2 separate regions of the Podarcis muralis genome follow, and region 2 is linked to region 1. A link is a contact called in public Hi-C data. All regions are on one chromosome and are shown on one strand. Each heading gives the region's core, a stretch centred on a gene start, on an enhancer-like site or on the middle of the called end of the contact. The rest is flanking DNA. Distances are from core to core; before and after follow the strand shown.

The links. Hi-C and Micro-C count contacts between places; a contact is called where the count stands out from the background.
Region 2: a contact with region 1 is called in a Hi-C map of blood, with 7 times the contacts expected there. The contact joins the promoter of NECAP1 here to the promoter of ZBTB49 in region 1. A contact is called at or near these places in 2 of 3 Hi-C or Micro-C datasets (blood and tail).

Annotation. Positions count from the first base shown.
Region 1 is chr9:79,949,554-79,953,764 of rPodMur119.hap1.1, forward strand. It overlaps ZBTB49 (zinc finger and BTB domain containing 49), which reads left to right and starts at 2,183. Exons shown (of 8, transcript XM_077934536.1): 1 at 2,183-3,075. It overlaps LYAR (Ly1 antibody reactive), which reads right to left and starts at 1,481. Exons shown (of 8, transcript XM_077934535.1): 1 at 1,258-1,481. The coding sequence starts at 1,466.
Region 2 is chr9:80,272,136-80,276,346 of rPodMur119.hap1.1, forward strand. NECAP1 (NECAP endocytosis associated 1) reads right to left here and starts at 2,103. Exons shown (of 8, transcript XM_077934547.1): 1 at 1,922-2,103. The coding sequence starts at 2,088.

The sequences.
Region 1 (4,211 bases), core at 933-3,432:
ACCAAATAATGAAACAAGACTCTGATAACCTACCAGAAATCTTTACCACAATCCATGCAAGAAAGGCATTGGCAATTGCGGCACACAATTACATGCTTTTCAACCTGTCCCTTTTTCACAGACTCTCCACATGCGTTACATGTGAAAACCACCATTTCTTCCAAGATAGCAGTATCTTTCTTCAGAGACTGTTAGAATTGATCCTCTTCAAACAAATTCTAGAAATTAATTAAAAATAGTGTTTTACATGTCCTTTTAAAAAGGCAGGACTAACAAAGCAGAAGTTGATACAATAAAAATATATTTAAACACCCTGCGGAGCATTAAAGACAAAACTATTAAGTTAGCACTGCATAAATAGCACTATATACCCAGGTCCATTAACATTAATGATTCCAGGCATGCTGGTATTTATTGTAAGCAACAAATACATTCAGAATGGGAACAAAATTTCTTAAGGGCTTGAGGGAATAGGGGGGGCAGATCCTTTGGACTACCAAATGAACTGCATGCCAAGAGGAAAGGACCCACCCATCAAATGGAGAGAACTCTGTTTTATATTTTGCACCATTAGGGGAGGGAGTATTTTAAAACTGTAACTGTTCCAGGTACTTTGGCAGAAAACACACACACAAACAAGTATGCTATTTCACAAGCAGCCAACCAAATATGATTTCTCAGAAATCTGGAGGAGCAGCTGGCAAAAAATAGGGTCTGCTGTTTCATGCTTCATATATTATTATTATTATTTATTATTTATTATTATCATTAATGTATTTATACCTCATTTCCCCCCTCCCCCGACAGGGGACTCAAGAATGCTTACAGATAAAAATAAGTGCATCTAAACATGAGGGGAGGGGAAACTATTAAAAATCAATTAAACATTGATTAGAATTAAATATGTATGTATATATATATAAAGATAGATTATAGATAATGATAGATACACTATGTGTGTGTATATACACACGCACGCGCGCACATATGTATATGTAGTTATACGTAAGTTATACATATAGTTATATAGCCTGTTAAAATAAAGCATAAAAGCGGATACAGGCTATAATCCGTTTACCCGGACTCGCCGCCGACGCCACTTTTGCCAGGGAGCGCAACTTACCGCCGTTTCGCGGACTAGCGTTGCCTCGCGGGAGACACGTGTTCGCCGCGTTCACACACTCGCCGTTCTAGCCGCGGATCTAGAAACCGAAACGGTGTCCTGAGGGCCGAGACGGGCTCAGCGGCGGAACTCACCGGCTAAGGATGGCTGGTGGTCCCGCGCCGGGTCTCTCCCCTCGGGCTGCAGCGACGCCTCCGGTGCGCCACCCTCCGCTCCGTCGCGCACCTATGACGACACCGTCGGCGACTCCTTTGAACGTCTCAGGCCTAGAGAGAGAAACGTCGAGAGTAACACCCCCGACGCCCGCAAGGGCGGCAGAGCGGCGCGCTCTAGCCCTCAGCATCTCTATGGGCAAGGAGGTCGCGCGTAGGCGTAGACTTACAGCGTGCAGACTCACACGCCAAGACCAACTTCCGGGTTGATGTCGAAAACCTTTAAAGGAGACGCACAGGACCTTAGCGCCGCAGCTGTGATTATTAGCAAAGAGTCATTAGGGCTGATTTTACATTTAAAATGGGCGTGGGGGTGGAGGAAGAGTCAAAGCCCTAAACATTTATTTTAAATCACATTTCTTTTGCCCGTGCATTGGCAGCAGGGAGGGAGAGGCGGCAGCTTAGGTCCGGTCTGCAAGTAAGGCCGCCAGTTGCGGACCAGGGCGAGGCCGAAATCCTGAGAAATACAGCAAAGGAACCACGAGGAGGTCCCGTTCAGCTGTTCTTCTGTCGCCAGCCATGGCTGAAGCCCCGCAGGCTGGGGGGGGGGGGGGGAGAGAGCGGCGACACCCCTGCAGTGCAGGCCCGGCAGGAAGAGGGCGGACTTTTTTCACTCCCCCCAAAGTCCCCTGGCGAGAACCCTGCCAGCCCTGCATGCGGCCATCGGACCCGCCCCCGCGGCGCCTCTCCCAGCGCAGCAGATCCAGCGCAGGGCGCTTTACTCGCCCGCAGACTTTGCACGCAGCCTCAACGGACTGTGAGAAGAGTCATCTCTCGCTCAACCCCCCCCCCCCCGAACAAAAAGAAAGGCATTTCACTCGAAGAGCAAAGGACATGGGATTTCTCTCTTTGCTCCGACATTTGGGTGGGTTTATATAGACAATCTCCCCGCTGCTAATGGGCAGCTCTCGCTCCTGCCCAGCCGGACAAGGGCCTTGCGGAAAATAGGTTGGGGAGCTTCAAGTGCTTCCTCGATTTAAACACGCCAGCCTCTCCCAGGCCCTCAAGTGGCGCTGCTGGGTTTCTGGCCTGCGGAAGGGCCGGGGCTCAGCCCGCGGGGGTGGCACCTCCAGGGAGGGAGGGAGAGGCAGCCCCGAGCCAGAGGGACTCGGCCAAAGGCCCTTGGGAGGCTCCCCTGCTCCGGGGGAGCAGGAGCCGAGAGAGGAAATCCCTTTCCGACAAAGCAGCAGCCTGCAAAGAGGCCGCGCGCCATTGAATGCGGGAGTCTGGGCAGGCGGGAGTCTATGCCCGAGTTTGCCCAAGGGGCCGCCGTGACGCGACAGGAAGCTGCTGCCGACCAAGATCCCTCCTGCCCGCTCGCGCTCGCCTGCAATGCCTGCGAGGATTTTGCCTTGAGGAGGAGAGCCGGCGAGGAGCCGCCGAGGTCTGGTGTTCAGGGCAGCTCCAGCCTCGACTTTGGGGTGCCACCTGAAAGCCCGCCACAGATTCACTGCCGGGCAAATGCCAGGTGCGGGCTGCGCTTTGCCCCGGCATGCCGCTCAGGTGCCGAGGAAAGCTTCCTTCGTCTGGGCGATGGCATTAAAATGCTGACAAGCGATGCACAAAACAGCCCAGCCAGGCTCTGCCACAAGAGCAGCAGCAGCAGCATAAAGTCTGGACAAATGTGACCGGGAAGTGGAAGAGTCGTGGAGAGCTGCCGTTAAGGCGCAGGAGCAGAGGCGAGGAAAACAGGTGCCTGCCCGCCTTACCTGCTGGCTGGACTTCTTGCAGCCTAAACCTGTGCGTGTTTACCGGGCAGTGAGGCTTGCTAGGTGCAGTGAAACAAATGTTCAGCTAAGTCTGCAGAGAACTGAAGGATGAGACAACTTGCCTCCCTTCTCTAGCATCCCCACCCCCACCCCTGTCCCATCACTCACAATGCACAGGCGCATTTTTAGATGTCATGCAAACTCTCCTTTGCCAATTTCAGTTTTTAAACATCTTGGGATCTCGGGCAGAGACCCTGTGGGCAGAGTTAGAAACTCAGGTATACAGTCATACCTTGGGTTACAGACGCTTCAGGTTGTGCGTTTTCGGGTTACGGATGCACCAAAATCCAGAAGTACCGGAACGGGTTACTTCCGGATTTTGGCGCATGCACAGAAGCACTAAATCGCGCTTTGCACATGCACAGAAGCGCCGAATTGCAACCCGCGTGTGCACAGACGCAGCACTGCGGGTTGCAAACATGCCTCCTGTATGGATCACGTTTGCAACCCGAGCGTCCACTGTATAAGCTCAGTGCCAAATTAAAGCAAAAACCTTAAACCTTTAAACCTTAAAAACCTTTAAACCTTAAAGCAAGGTTGCAGTTGCCAAAATGGAATGTTGCCATTTTGGGGCAAGGTTGCTCTCCCCCCCCCCCCCCATGATGGACTGAGTATCATTGATTATCAGTTAAATATTTGGGTGGTTCAGATGACAACCTTGAGCTGGGTTAAGAGCATTGAGAACTGCATGAAGAAAAGTCACTTGATCCAGGGACAGTCCACATGTCTATTGGCTTATTCCTGCCTCACAGGAGGAGACCTGAAGGCAGCTGCAAATGTCCACCTTCCTCCTGAAATGTTAGCCATGCGCTATACGCTAGTTGAGGTGTGCTGCTGCACACTCACTGACTTCCCTGCATGGGAAAACAGGAGACTCCTCTTTTGAAACAGTGCCTGTCATCTGCACTTCTTAGAAGCGATTGTCCTTAAAATAGATACTTTAAAATTAATTGGGAATATCCTTTTAGTTGAGTAAAAGGCTCTTCAAATTGTGCATCTAACCATTTCGCTGATTAAATATTGCCGCCCTTGTTGCTACTCATTGACGCAGGACTGGTTCCACAACGTGTCGTAGGCATGCTGCTCCTTCCAATTTGCGGCAACATC
Region 2 (4,211 bases), core at 853-3,352, 320 kb after region 1:
TTGACTGTGAAGCGGTTTATAAATCTGCAAATAAAATAAGTACTGGGGCTCAGAAACAGAACACTGACCTCTCCAGTTTTGTGCAGAAAAAGAGTACTGTATATTGAAAGAAAAGGCCCAGGAAATAAACGCACCTATAATGTAATTAAGAAGTAGCATAAGTAATTGTGAGCGAGCGCCATTGAAATAACTGGGAATTGCAAGTAAGAGTAAGTGCAGAGTGGGTAACAGTACAGTCAGTTAGCTATCCTGGCCCCAAATGTATTTACATCCTGGTCTATATCAGTAAATGGCATATCCTTGAGACTACTACTAACATGACTCACTTTTTTTTTCCCCCATTACCCTGGAGGATTCACAGTTCCTGATTCTGAACTTCTACTATGGGATCCATTCCAGAGGCATTTCAGCCTTGAATTTGGGGAGATGCAGAGCCTAATGGAAGCCACACTAATGGAAATCAATGACTCCTCTGATTGCTCTGTTCTTTGAACAAGTAACTGGGCTCCAAACCATTTTAAACTAACAGTGTGTGCCTACGCAGGGAGATGTCAGCAGAAAAAGAAGTGTAATTGCTTAGCAGTTATCCACATTCCCTTCCTCCCTGCTCATCTAACCAGCGTGGTCAGCGCTGATGCACAATCTGGAAGATAATCCAGCTCCCTTTGTGACTGTTAGTGACGAGAGGAAAAGGGGAAGAGTGGATTTGTCACTAATGAGAACCGGGATAGGATGACTCAGAGAACACACGTACCGCAAAGGAACAGAGCTGGGGGAAGGGGAAAGAGAAGGGAAGAGAGGATTACAGAAGAAAATGATGTTCCAGAAGGCAACACCAGCAGAAATCCACCTGTGCAGCTAAACACTGAACAGTGGAGCAGCAAGTCTGAGGAAGCGACGCTCTCCATTTTAACATCCCCGTGGGAATGACACACACAGAGACCCAGCAGATGTCACACAACTCCCTTTTGCGCTCCTACAAGGGGGGAAACGCAACCGAGGAAAGGTTGCCTGGCAGATGAAGGCTGGTGAGCAGAGGCTCCCAAACGAGGGGCAAACCAAGGGAAATCCATGCAGCAGAGTTTCTCCTGAACTGGGAAGAATTCAACCCCAGGGGTTCAGCCACAGGCCTTTCAATTTGAAAACATTAATAACAATGTGTTAGTCTGCTTTTAATGTTTACTGATTTTATGGGTCTTTAAAAAATATAAATGCATTTATATAAATGCACACTATTTCAATGTCAGCCTCTCTGGTGTCATTAAAAGAATGAGTTAAGCGTCATTTAAAAGCAGGTGGAAGGCGCCAGAGGAGCCGAGGAACAAAAAAGGCCGCTCCATCTCCAAGGCAGGCGGAGGCGGAGTCCCGAGGACAGCAGGTGCGGGCCAGCAGCAGTGGATCACGACCGCCTTACGCAAGAGGCTCCCCCAGAAGTTGCATTGGGTCGCCATTTACTCCCCGAGTAAACGGGCCACTGCCCCTTAGAGAAGTCTGCAGAGAACGCTGTGCGGTTGCTGCTCCTACTGTCATGGTTGCTATTAACGTAAAATGAGGAGGAAAATTAAGATGTGTTTTTTTTTAAATAACATTAAAAACCCCTCAAATGAATTCCAGCCTCAGCCTCCCTGCGAGGTCTAATCGTCGCCTCCTTCTTCCCACTGGGTGACAACTCTCTCTCTGCAGGTCTCATATAGATATAGATAAATAGGCGGACAGGTGCGCCGAATGAATGCCGGCCACAACAAGAGCCCTGCGAGGGAGGCCGCCCGACCCTCCGCGTGGGAAGCCGTGTGCCCGGCCCGCCGCCCCCTCCCGCCCGCCCGGCCCGCCTCTCCTGCCTGTATCCCCGGTTCGAGGCCCTCGGCGGGATCCTGTAGACGCTGATATCGGGCTTCACGCACAGCACCGACTCGTACTCCACCTCGGGCGCCGCCGCCGCCGCCATCCTCGCCACTCTGGGACGCGGAGCGGGAGGGAGGGAGGGAAGGCGGCAGCCCCGCGCGCGTCCAGCGCCGCCTTTGATTGGGGCAGCGGCGCGGGCGAGGGGACGCGGCCTATCACGTTCGCCGAAGCCCGGGCGGGCGCCATCTTAACCCCTGGCGCACTCTTACGCAACCAGGCCGGCCATATTGCGCAGTCACGACCCGCCGAGGGGCGCCATCTTGGATTTCTGGGCTTGCTGCGTAGACCTATCAAGGGGCAGAGTCGCCTAAGTCGCCAACTCCCGGGTTCTTTAAAGATCTTTTCCCCGCCTCGGCGAGATGTTCCAAAATTGCACCCATTCGGCAGACCTTCTAGCTCGGCTCGCGCTCAGCGCCACGTCGCCCGCTGCTTTATAGATGGAAAGCGGAGCGCCGTCTCCCCAGCTCGGGCTGCCGCAATGGCTCCCTTTCCGCCTTTAAGGAGCCGCCAGACTGGGAGGCGGGCTGAGGGGCGTCTCGGGCGGGTGGGTCTTCGCTGCAACCAGGGGGCTGAATTGCACCATTTACAAACCACGCAATATTGAGATAAGAAGCTGTATTGGCATTTTTAAAAAAAGCTTTACAACTTTTGAAAAACCCCACACACGTTTTCCACCCAAATAAGCCTGTGTTCTTTTTGCTGCTGCCTTTTGCTTTGGGGAGGGCGCGTTGCGATTCAGTCACAATTGTGTGTTAAAATCCTGGGTATATGCCCCTCTCTATTTTTTCTTTTTTTACAAGGGAGAGGGCGAAAGGAACCAAAAAGCTCTGCCTTCAGTCCTTGTATGCGTTCCTCTATTTTCTTATCTCTGTGTCTTTCTAGTCGGCGGCGGTGATTAAGTTGGGCTGCTGAAGTCACGCAGGGAGCCATCTTTCGCCCTGGCAGCCGAGTTTGGGCTCATAGAGAGAAACGGCTTAGAACGAACCCCAGTTGGGAAAGGCTGGACCAGAGTTTTTTAAGTTTTCCCGAGACGAACCTGAGAGCTGCCCTTGGAAAATAATGAAGTTCAAGATTGGCTGTGATTGTTCTCCCTGAGCCCCCCCACCTCTCACCTGCCACACGACGCGTGCCCCTTGGGCAGTCTGGGGTATTTCTTTAAAAAGGTTTAATTACATCACCATCATATTATTTCCACCCACCCCAATATTAAGCTAGCATTAGAAATCGGAAAGATTCCCTTTTCTTTGCTGCCGCCTGGATTTTCATCAGAAAAACCTCACTTCAGAAGGAACCTGAGAGTTTCACCCCCAGAGTTTCTGTCTCTAACAGAGTATTATTGCTTCTATAAAAATATCAAACCAAAGTGGTGGTTTTGAGTTTCAGTCATTGGCAGGTGGGATTGGGCTTGTCTGTATCACTAAACTATTGCATAAAATACTGTGTATGCCTTTCATTTCCAGATAAGGGTAATTGCGTAGTGACCAACACCACATCTGTGAGCTTCTCTGCATATTATTTCGTGTTTTAGCTAATATCATTTGAACTCCTGTTAACATTCAGTTATGTGTGTGGAAACTGGCTCTATCTTACTCCAAAAATAACCAAGAAGTATGCCACAAATAGTTTAAATGCTATTTTTATTGTGTTTTAACAGATGTGACCAACATAACAGTTTTCTCTAGAAGTATAATTTAAGTGGGGAGGAACCCCCAGGGAATTTTTTACCCCCAGCAGTTTTTCTTCTGTGGACAATCTGGACTCCCAAGTTTTTTCTTGGGGGGGGGGCACTTATTTGTTTGCAGGCGAGTCTTCTGCCTATCATGATAATGGCAGCGGCAGTGAGCAGAATTTTGAGCCACCCGCTTGAATTTAACAGCTTTGAAATCTTAATTGTGCCAAGCCCATTCCCAACACACCCCTGTGTCCAGGGCAGGAGCAGCATAATTCAGATTGTGGTGAGTTCAAGATGATGGCCCACATCATTGATGAATCATCCATCCCCTTTCTGCCTTTTGCTGGCAGCACCAATGGCTGAGCAGCACTGCAGAACACAGCTGTGCACCCAGACTCTCGGTGTCACTCACTGTCTTAATTAAGTCACTCCTGACCTTTGCACATTGAGTCTAGGGGTGGCATCATTAAGATGGTGGTGCATGAGCACATGGCCTGGAGCTATACTTAGGATCACTACCAGGTTGCTCCCCACCCACCCAAGGCCTGCCTGACAGGCCAGCCAGGCTGGCAGCATCTCTTCAGTAGCAGCAGGGAACCTGCGTGGCCCTGCAGATGATGCTGGACTCCCAACTCCC